Linked DNA regions of Mus musculus: region 2 is linked to region 1. A link is a contact called in public HiChIP or PLAC-seq data. All regions are on one chromosome and are shown on one strand. Each heading gives the region's core, a stretch centred on a gene start, on an enhancer-like site or on the middle of the called end of the contact. The rest is flanking DNA. Distances are from core to core; before and after follow the strand shown. Region 1 has its middle 47 kb from the start of Gm46977. Region 2 overlaps 4933406J09Rik (RIKEN cDNA 4933406J09 gene).

Region 1 (3,719 bases), core at 829-3,328:
TGGTGAGGGGAGGAAGCTTTTCAGGGCTTCCTGAGAAATTACTAATGGAAGGAAATAAAACTATTCTCTGAGTGAATAAGCCTCCAGAAATGAACAACCACCACAACAACAAAGGGGATTCAAGCTGAAACTGAAACAAACCTACTATAGATTGGATAAAAAGTGCCACCACCACCACCACCACCAAAGGCTGATGATGTATAGTAGGCCGGGTCCCCAGCTGGTGGTGCTGTTGGGAAATTCTGGACATCTCAGGAGGCAGAAGGTTGCTCCCTAGAAGGTCACTGGGAGCATGGCCTTGGGATCTGTATCTTGTTCTGAGTCCCTTCTGCCTCCGTTCTGACCACCACCAGACCAACAATCCTCTTCTTTTAATCCTGTGGGGTGTGTGTGTGTGTGTGTGTGTGTGTGTGTGTGTGTGTGTGTGTGTGTGTGTTTGTGTAACCAACTGTTGGTGTTAGACGACAACCTCTGTGATTCAGTTCTGTCCTTCCATCATGTGTTATAGAGATTGCACTCAGGGCAACAGACACACAGCAAGTATTTTTACCAGCTCATCCACCTCAGCAGCCTTAGCATTGGTTCTTCTTCTTCTTCTTCCTCCTCCTCCTCCTCCTCTTCTTCCTCCTCTTCCTTTTCCTCCTCTCCTTCTTCCTCATCTTCTTCTTGTTCTCCCTCCTCCTCTCTCTCTCTCCTTTTCTCCTTTTAAAGATCTGTTTACTTTTTACCTCTGTGTGTGTCTGGGGGTAAAGAGTATGTCAACTTGAGTGCAGGTGCCCTGGAAAGCCAGAGGCACTGGATGCCCCTGGAGCTGGAGTTAACAGGCCATCCAGTGTAGGTCCTGGGAATCAAATTCAGGTTATCTGAAAGAGCATTCTGCTGATAACCAGCAAACCATCTCTCCAGCACCCAACTTTGCTTCTTCCTGCCTCCTTTCCAGGATGCTCAGCCTCACCACAACTCAGAAACAATGGAGCCCATGTGCCAGGGACTGAAACCTGAAAGCAAGCACCTAAGTAAATCTCTCTTCCCCTTAGTACTGAGTTCTATCAGGTACATGATAATAGGTAGGGTGGTCATTTTGAATTAATGATAATTAACAACCCTCGGGGACAGTAAAAGCTAGTTGGGAGGAATTTCCTAACTGTCTAAATTTGTAAAGAAGATGCACATTCAGGACATCACCTCTGTAAAGGAAGAGAGATGCTCACAGACAATTCCCTCTGGAAGCCACATATGCATAACAAGACAACAATACCACCCTCTTCCACCTCCACCCCAGTACTGGCCTCCTTCTCCCAGAGGCCTAGAACCACTTCCCCTTTGTTTAGTTCAAAATGCTGCAGTAGCCTTCATCCCCCATGCCTCTTTTCTTCCCATGTCTTGGGAAACTCTGCTAAGTACGGAGGTGCATAGTTAAACTGTTAATTCTCTTATTAGTCTGTCTTTTTTGAAGCCTGGGTCTTTAGGGAAGAGGCAGCACTTTCTTACTGAAGTCAGCATCCTGGATTTCTATCTGTCGAGTCCAGGTGAATATGTATGCTGTGTCTTTTCCCTTCCAAATTCCATCTAGAGGGAAACTTTTGTAAGACTTGGTTGTTCCTGGTGCCTAGATGTGGTGGTTAAGTATTCTGAGCACTGGTCCTTAGCCTCCCAGAAAGCCCTTCTTTTCCTTTGCTCCTGTTTCTTCTGTCCTTTTAAAAATAATAATAATTAATAATAATAACACCAACAACAATGACCAGAATACTCATGGGTTAAAATGCAGACATACTCCAAAGCCTGTTCAAGCCAGTCTCACAAACTGGGGATTTCATGGGTAGGATCATGGCATGTCTGTTTAGACTATCTTTGCTGTGGGATACCAGTTAAAATACACACACACACACACACACACACCCCTTGGATGAGATCTTCCTTTTATCTTTTGTTGTGAAAGTTTGGCAGAGTAACCGCCACAGTCTCTCGGAACCAGTCTAGTTTCTGCTGGCTGAGCGGGCTTGAGTTGTCGTAAGTCAGGTGGTGAGCGGGCAGGCGAGGCACCCCAGACACAGGGTGCTCAGGTAGCATTTCCTTTGTGTAAGTGTGTCAGCTGCCGCTGGAGTTTGCTTTAATAAGGAGCCCCGCCCATAGGGGGGCTCTGCTGTCTGCTTGTGTTGCTTTGTTTGTCCTGGAAACAGTCGGGTCCCTGTACCCAGTCACCCAGATCAGTGGATCTGAAACTCCTGAGGGAGACTAGAGTTTTCTTACTTCTTGTTGGCCATAACAGTCTTTGCTGCCTACCTTATTTTTAATTGAATTAAATTTAAATTATTTTTTTAACAATTTCACATACTTTATACACTGATCAGTCACCTCTCTCTCCTGCCTCCCACCACTGTCCACTCTCTCTCTTCCCCAGAATCATCTCTCTCTCTCTCTCTCTCTCTCTCTCTCTCTCTCTCTCTCTCTCTCTCTCCCTCTCCCTCTCCCTCTCCCTCTCCCTCTCCCTCTCCCTCTCCCTCTCTCTCAAGTTCACATCTTTTAGTTTTGTTTCGTGACCCATGCAGATTAACCAGAGACATCTGTGTGGCTGTGGATTTAGAGCGAGCCATTGGAGCCTGATGGGCTGGGCAGTGGGTTCAGAACTAGAGACAATGATTCCTGCTTTCTTGGAATCTCTGAACAGCCAGTATTTCAGAGGCGGGGGGTGGGGGGGGGTGGGGGTGGGCTCCACCTTCCTTGACTGTTGATAGGACTGGTCCTCTGGGCCAGTGAAGGTAACCACAGATGACTTGAGATACAGTAGCTGTACTGAGTCTAAAGAAGCACATTTCGTAGCTCTTTACCGTATCTTCTAGCCTTTCAACTCTTCCCATTCTCTCTGCTAAATCGTTCCCTGAGCCTTAAAGATGGAGTAACTGACTTGCTTAAGGCAAGGCCTTCATCTGCATCTGACCTGCCATCATCTCTGCATTGCCACTGTTCCTTGTCAGGGAAGGTTCTGTGATTCAGCCTGGGAACCACTTACTTCTGTGTGCTGGTCCACGTATAGGTACGTAGAAGGCGGTTGGCTGCTATGTCAGTGTCATTAGCAATTACAACTCAGCTTCCCATGGGAGGGGGCAGCAGTCATCTTTATTCCCGGCACTCTGAAGGCAAGCCAGGGAGATCTCTAAATTCCAACCCAACTTGGTCTACAGTGTGAGTTCCACTCACAGCCAGAACTACAGGTGAAACCCTGTCTTGAAAACAAACAAAACAAACAAACAAACAAAAACTCTCAGCTTCCCTCAGGGGCCTACTTCCTCCCGAGGTCCGCCTAAACCTTTCCGTCATTCCACAGTCTTCCTATCTTTCTTTTTATCTATGTATTACTATCTCATCTCCCTTAAGGCAGCCCTTCCCCCTGTTCACTTCCTCCTTTCCTGGCTTTGCACAGGGGATGCATTAGAGATTGCATCCTAAAGAGTTGAAGCACATCTCACTTGAAGAGAGAACATGAGGCATTTATTTGTCCTTAGGGCCCACAATGACCACAATTAGAATAATGTTTCCAATTCTATCCACTTACTGTTATTGTTTGTTTTGAGACAGGGTCTGATTCTATAGCCTAGGGTGGTCTCAAACTCCCTAGATAGGGGAGAGAGGATGACTGTGACCTCCTGGTCGTCCTGCCCCCATCTCCCATGTGCTGGGATCATATGTGTGTGCTACCACATGCAGTCAGGAGTTATTAG
Region 2 (3,719 bases), core at 311-2,810, 360 kb after region 1:
TATAGTCTCAGCACTTGGAAGGGTGTGGCGGAAGGGGGTGAGTTCAAAGCCATCCTGGGCTACATAGTGAGAGTTACTCAAAGCAAAACAAGACAAACCCAACCAAAGCAAGTAAATAGCCTGACTGTGCTGGTGAGGGTGAGAAGCCTGCACTCTCAGGTGCCCAACAGAACAGGCATTCCTTTGTTGTTTTTTAATTAGATATTTTCTTTATTTGCATTTCAAATGTTATCCCCTTTCCGGGTTTACCCTCTGAAAACCCCCTATTCCACCCCCCACGCCGCTGCTCACCAACCCACCCACTTCTGCTTCCTGGCCCTGGCATTCCCCTACACTGGGGCATAGAACCTTTACAGAACCAATGGCCTCTCCTCCCATTGATGACCGACTAGGCCATCCTCTGCTGCATATGCAGCTGGAGCCATGAGTCCAATCATGTGTACTCTTTGATTGGTGATTTCGTCCCTGGAAGCTCTGGGGGTACTGGATAGTTCATATTGTTGTTCCTCCTAGGAGGGCTGCAAACCCCTTCAGCTCCTTGTGTCCTTTCTCTAGATCCTCCTTTGGAGAGCCTGTGCTCAATCTAATGGATGGCTGTGAACATCCACTTCTGTATTTGTCAGGCACTGGCAGAGCCTCTCAGGAGACAGCTATATCAGGCTCCTGTCAGCAAGCACTTGTTAGCATCCACAATAAGTGTCTGGGTTTGGTGATTGTATATAAGATGGATCTCCAGGTAGGGCTGTCTCTGGATGGTCATTCCTTCAGTCTCTGCTCCACACTTTTGTCTCTGTAACTCCTTCCATGTGTATTTTGTTCCCCCTTACAAGAAGGATTGAAGTGTCCACACTTTGGTCTTCCTTCTTCTCAAGTTTCATGTGGTTTGTGAACTGTATCTTGGGTAGTCTGGGCTAATATCCCCTAATCAGTGAGTGCATATCATGTGTGTTCTTTTGTGATTGGGTTACCTCACTCTGGATGCTATTTTCTTGTGTTTCGGTAAATCTCCAACCCAAATAAGCCCCAGCAATGAAAACGACTCAGTTAATATGAATACATGCTGTGCACCTAGGTCCAGCAGATCTACCACTACATACCATCTTCCACGTCTATGAGACCCCTTAGAACTTGCCGTATCTCCAGGCCACGTGCTTCTGCTCTGCTTTTCTTCTTCTTCCTCTCCTCTGCGTCCTCTCTATCTCCCATTTTCTCCTTCTTCTCCTTCTCCCCCTTCTGCCCCTCCTTCCCTTCATCTGCCCAGTCATCAGCTCTCCTTTATTTTACAAATTAAGGTGGGAAGCAGGTTTACAGGAAATCACCTGAGCGCTGACTCATTCCTTGTTTGTGACCCCTCACAGGAGGAATAAACATCAAACATAATTAGCCCCAAAACTATCCACAACATTCTAGTTTCATCCATTTGCCTAAGAATTTCATAAATTCACTGTTTTTAATAGCTGAGTAGTACTCCATTGTGTACATGTACCACATTTTCTGTATCCATTCCTCTGTCGAGAGGAATCTGGCAGAAGAGCATTCCTAAACAGAGCAGGCATCAGTCGCTAACCTCTGTTTTGGAAAGAGTCTATCATGGGAGGGGAGTATGACAGCAGGATCAGAGAGCAGAGAGGTCACTTCTTCAGCTGCTGCAAACACAAAGCTTAAGATCACACTGAACTGAAGCAAGGCCATGGCTCCTCAAGTACCTGAGCCAGTATGGGACATTCTCACTCAAACCACTTAGTGTCACCTTAACTTAAAAAACATCAGATAAAATGTTCTGGATAGCTTGAGGAAAGGCACAAAGAGACAGAGAACACATGATTGTCATCTGTGTCCTTTAGAGACCAAAGACAGAGAGACAGAAATGATGAGAAAGACGCTTAATTTTTTCCCTTTCTTTTTCATGTTTCTGCAGATTTACATTATTTTTTCTAGAGATTTACATTTTTTTTTAATTATGTGTATGTGAGTGTCCATCCTTGTGGTCAGAAGAGGGTATTGGATTCCCCCAAAGCTAGAGCTGTAGGAAGGTGTGAGACATGGGTGCTGGGAATCAAACTCAGATCCTCTGAAAGAGCAGCTAGCGTTCGTAGCCACTGAGTCATCTCTCCAGCCTCCACATTGCTAATCTAGAAATGTAGGCTCTTAAGAGCTTCTTAAACTGGAGACATTTATTCCCTGTGTATTCTCTTCCCTCTGGATTGGCAGACTCAAAATTCCGACTTCTTCCAGGAAGCTGGCTGACTTCATTCTCTGCTTGGAAAATTATGGCCAATAAATACTTCAGATAGCCCGATGCTTTGATAAATGAATATTTTTACATTTTCATTTCTTTGAGATTGTTACAGTGTGGTCATGCCCTCCTGAGCCTATCCAGACAGAGCATGTCTGTGGAAATCAAGCTGGGCCATCATTTTATCCAAAAACTCTAAGAAGGATTTTTAAACGTACACTATTGTAATTTATTTTTAACTAATACTTATAATTTTGTTATTTCTTTTTATAGATTAGTACTATGTTTACATTACCCCCCATTCTCCTCCACCTGACTCTTTCTATGTCCCCTTCAGTCTTCTCAAATGTGTGTACTCTCTTACTCTGCAATTACTATTGTTGCATGTAAATTAATGAATACAACCTGCTGAGTCCATTCAGCTCCGATGTACAAGTGTTTAGGGATGACTGCCTGGGACTGGATTACTTCTCGGGGACTCGTCTCAAGAGCAGACTCATTCTCCCTCTCAGTGGTCATTAATTGTCTAAAGCTCTTTATATAGGGGGTGAGAAGAAGGCCAACTCTGTAGATCAGACTTGGCAAGGACAAGAGAACGTCCCCAAAAGGGAATACTGGATGGTGGCTTGAGACCCACTTGCTTTGCCTTGATGTTCCCCTCCAAAATTCAAGCTTGAAACTTTTGTTTTCTGAGACAAGGTCTCACTATACAGCCCAGGCTGGTCTAGAACTGGTTTGAAGTCCAGATGACCTCAAATTCTCCACCCTCCGGTGCAGCCTCTCCAGTGCTGGCATTATGAGTATGCACCATCACATTTGGCTGTGTTGGAAATTTCATCCTTGGTGTCTAAGTGTTGACAGATGGGGCTTCAGATATCCTCAAATGAATTAAGGCCATTATCAAGATATGCATTCTCTCTCTCTCTCTCTCTCTCTCTCTCTCTCTCTCTCTCTCTCTCTCTCTCTCTCTCATTCATTCCCCAAACAGACCTCTGTAACAGATGTGGAGACAATGCCAGTTACATTTAAATTGTACCTATAAGCCCCGGGGCCACCAGATCTAGGCTCTGGGCCACTTTCCTGTCAAGGAGAAACTCAGAATGCATACATAGGAAGGTCTGGCTTTCCCAAAGGTTGGTTGAAAACCAAGTTAAATCTTCCTTCTCCTCTCCTCCAGAGTGAGATTTCTGGAGGCAGCTTTGTGTGTGCTATTGAAGCACAGGGAGGCATACTGGCTCAGGGACTTCCTGGCCTCTCAGACACACAACAGTATTTAGCTCATCAGATGTCCCCATTTTAACATGTGCCCATGCCCAAACCATCAGAGCTCTCAGCTTTCTATTTCCTTCCAGTCCCTGATGAAGACACAGGAGCCACAATGTGTCTGATGATGACTTTAACAACCGGGAGCCTGGCAGTGTTCACACTTCTTGTGGGATAATAGGAAAACTTTAGGCCATTTGATTTGGTAATTTCTGAAAAA

What was found. HiChIP or PLAC-seq counts read pairs in DNA pulled down with a chosen protein or histone mark.
Region 2: an H3K27ac HiChIP or PLAC-seq map of embryonic stem cells shows a contact between it and region 1, with 5 times the contacts expected there. The contact joins two enhancer-like sites. A contact is called at or near these places in 2 of 484 Hi-C or Micro-C datasets (bone marrow-derived macrophages and embryonic stem cells) and 5 of 115 datasets of contacts at active chromatin or transcription factors (embryonic basal ganglia and embryonic stem cells).

Annotation. Positions count from the first base shown.
Region 1 is chr6:133,986,118-133,989,836 of GRCm38.p6, forward strand. No RefSeq gene overlaps it. Among named protein-coding and RNA genes, the nearest start is that of Gm46977, 47 kb to the right of the region's middle. Within about 2 kb of position 2,079, at least 16 of the 459 cell types and tissues checked have an H3K27ac peak or open chromatin away from gene starts, as enhancers often do. A contact at or near this core is called in embryonic stem cells, where this site is marked.
Region 2 is chr6:134,348,646-134,352,364 of GRCm38.p6, forward strand. The region is part of intron 3 of 4933406J09Rik (RIKEN cDNA 4933406J09 gene); the gene reads right to left. Among named protein-coding and RNA genes, the nearest start is that of Bcl2l14, 46 kb to the right of the region's middle. Within about 2 kb of position 1,561, at least 5 of the 459 cell types and tissues checked have an H3K27ac peak or open chromatin away from gene starts, as enhancers often do. A contact at or near this core is called in embryonic stem cells, where this site is marked.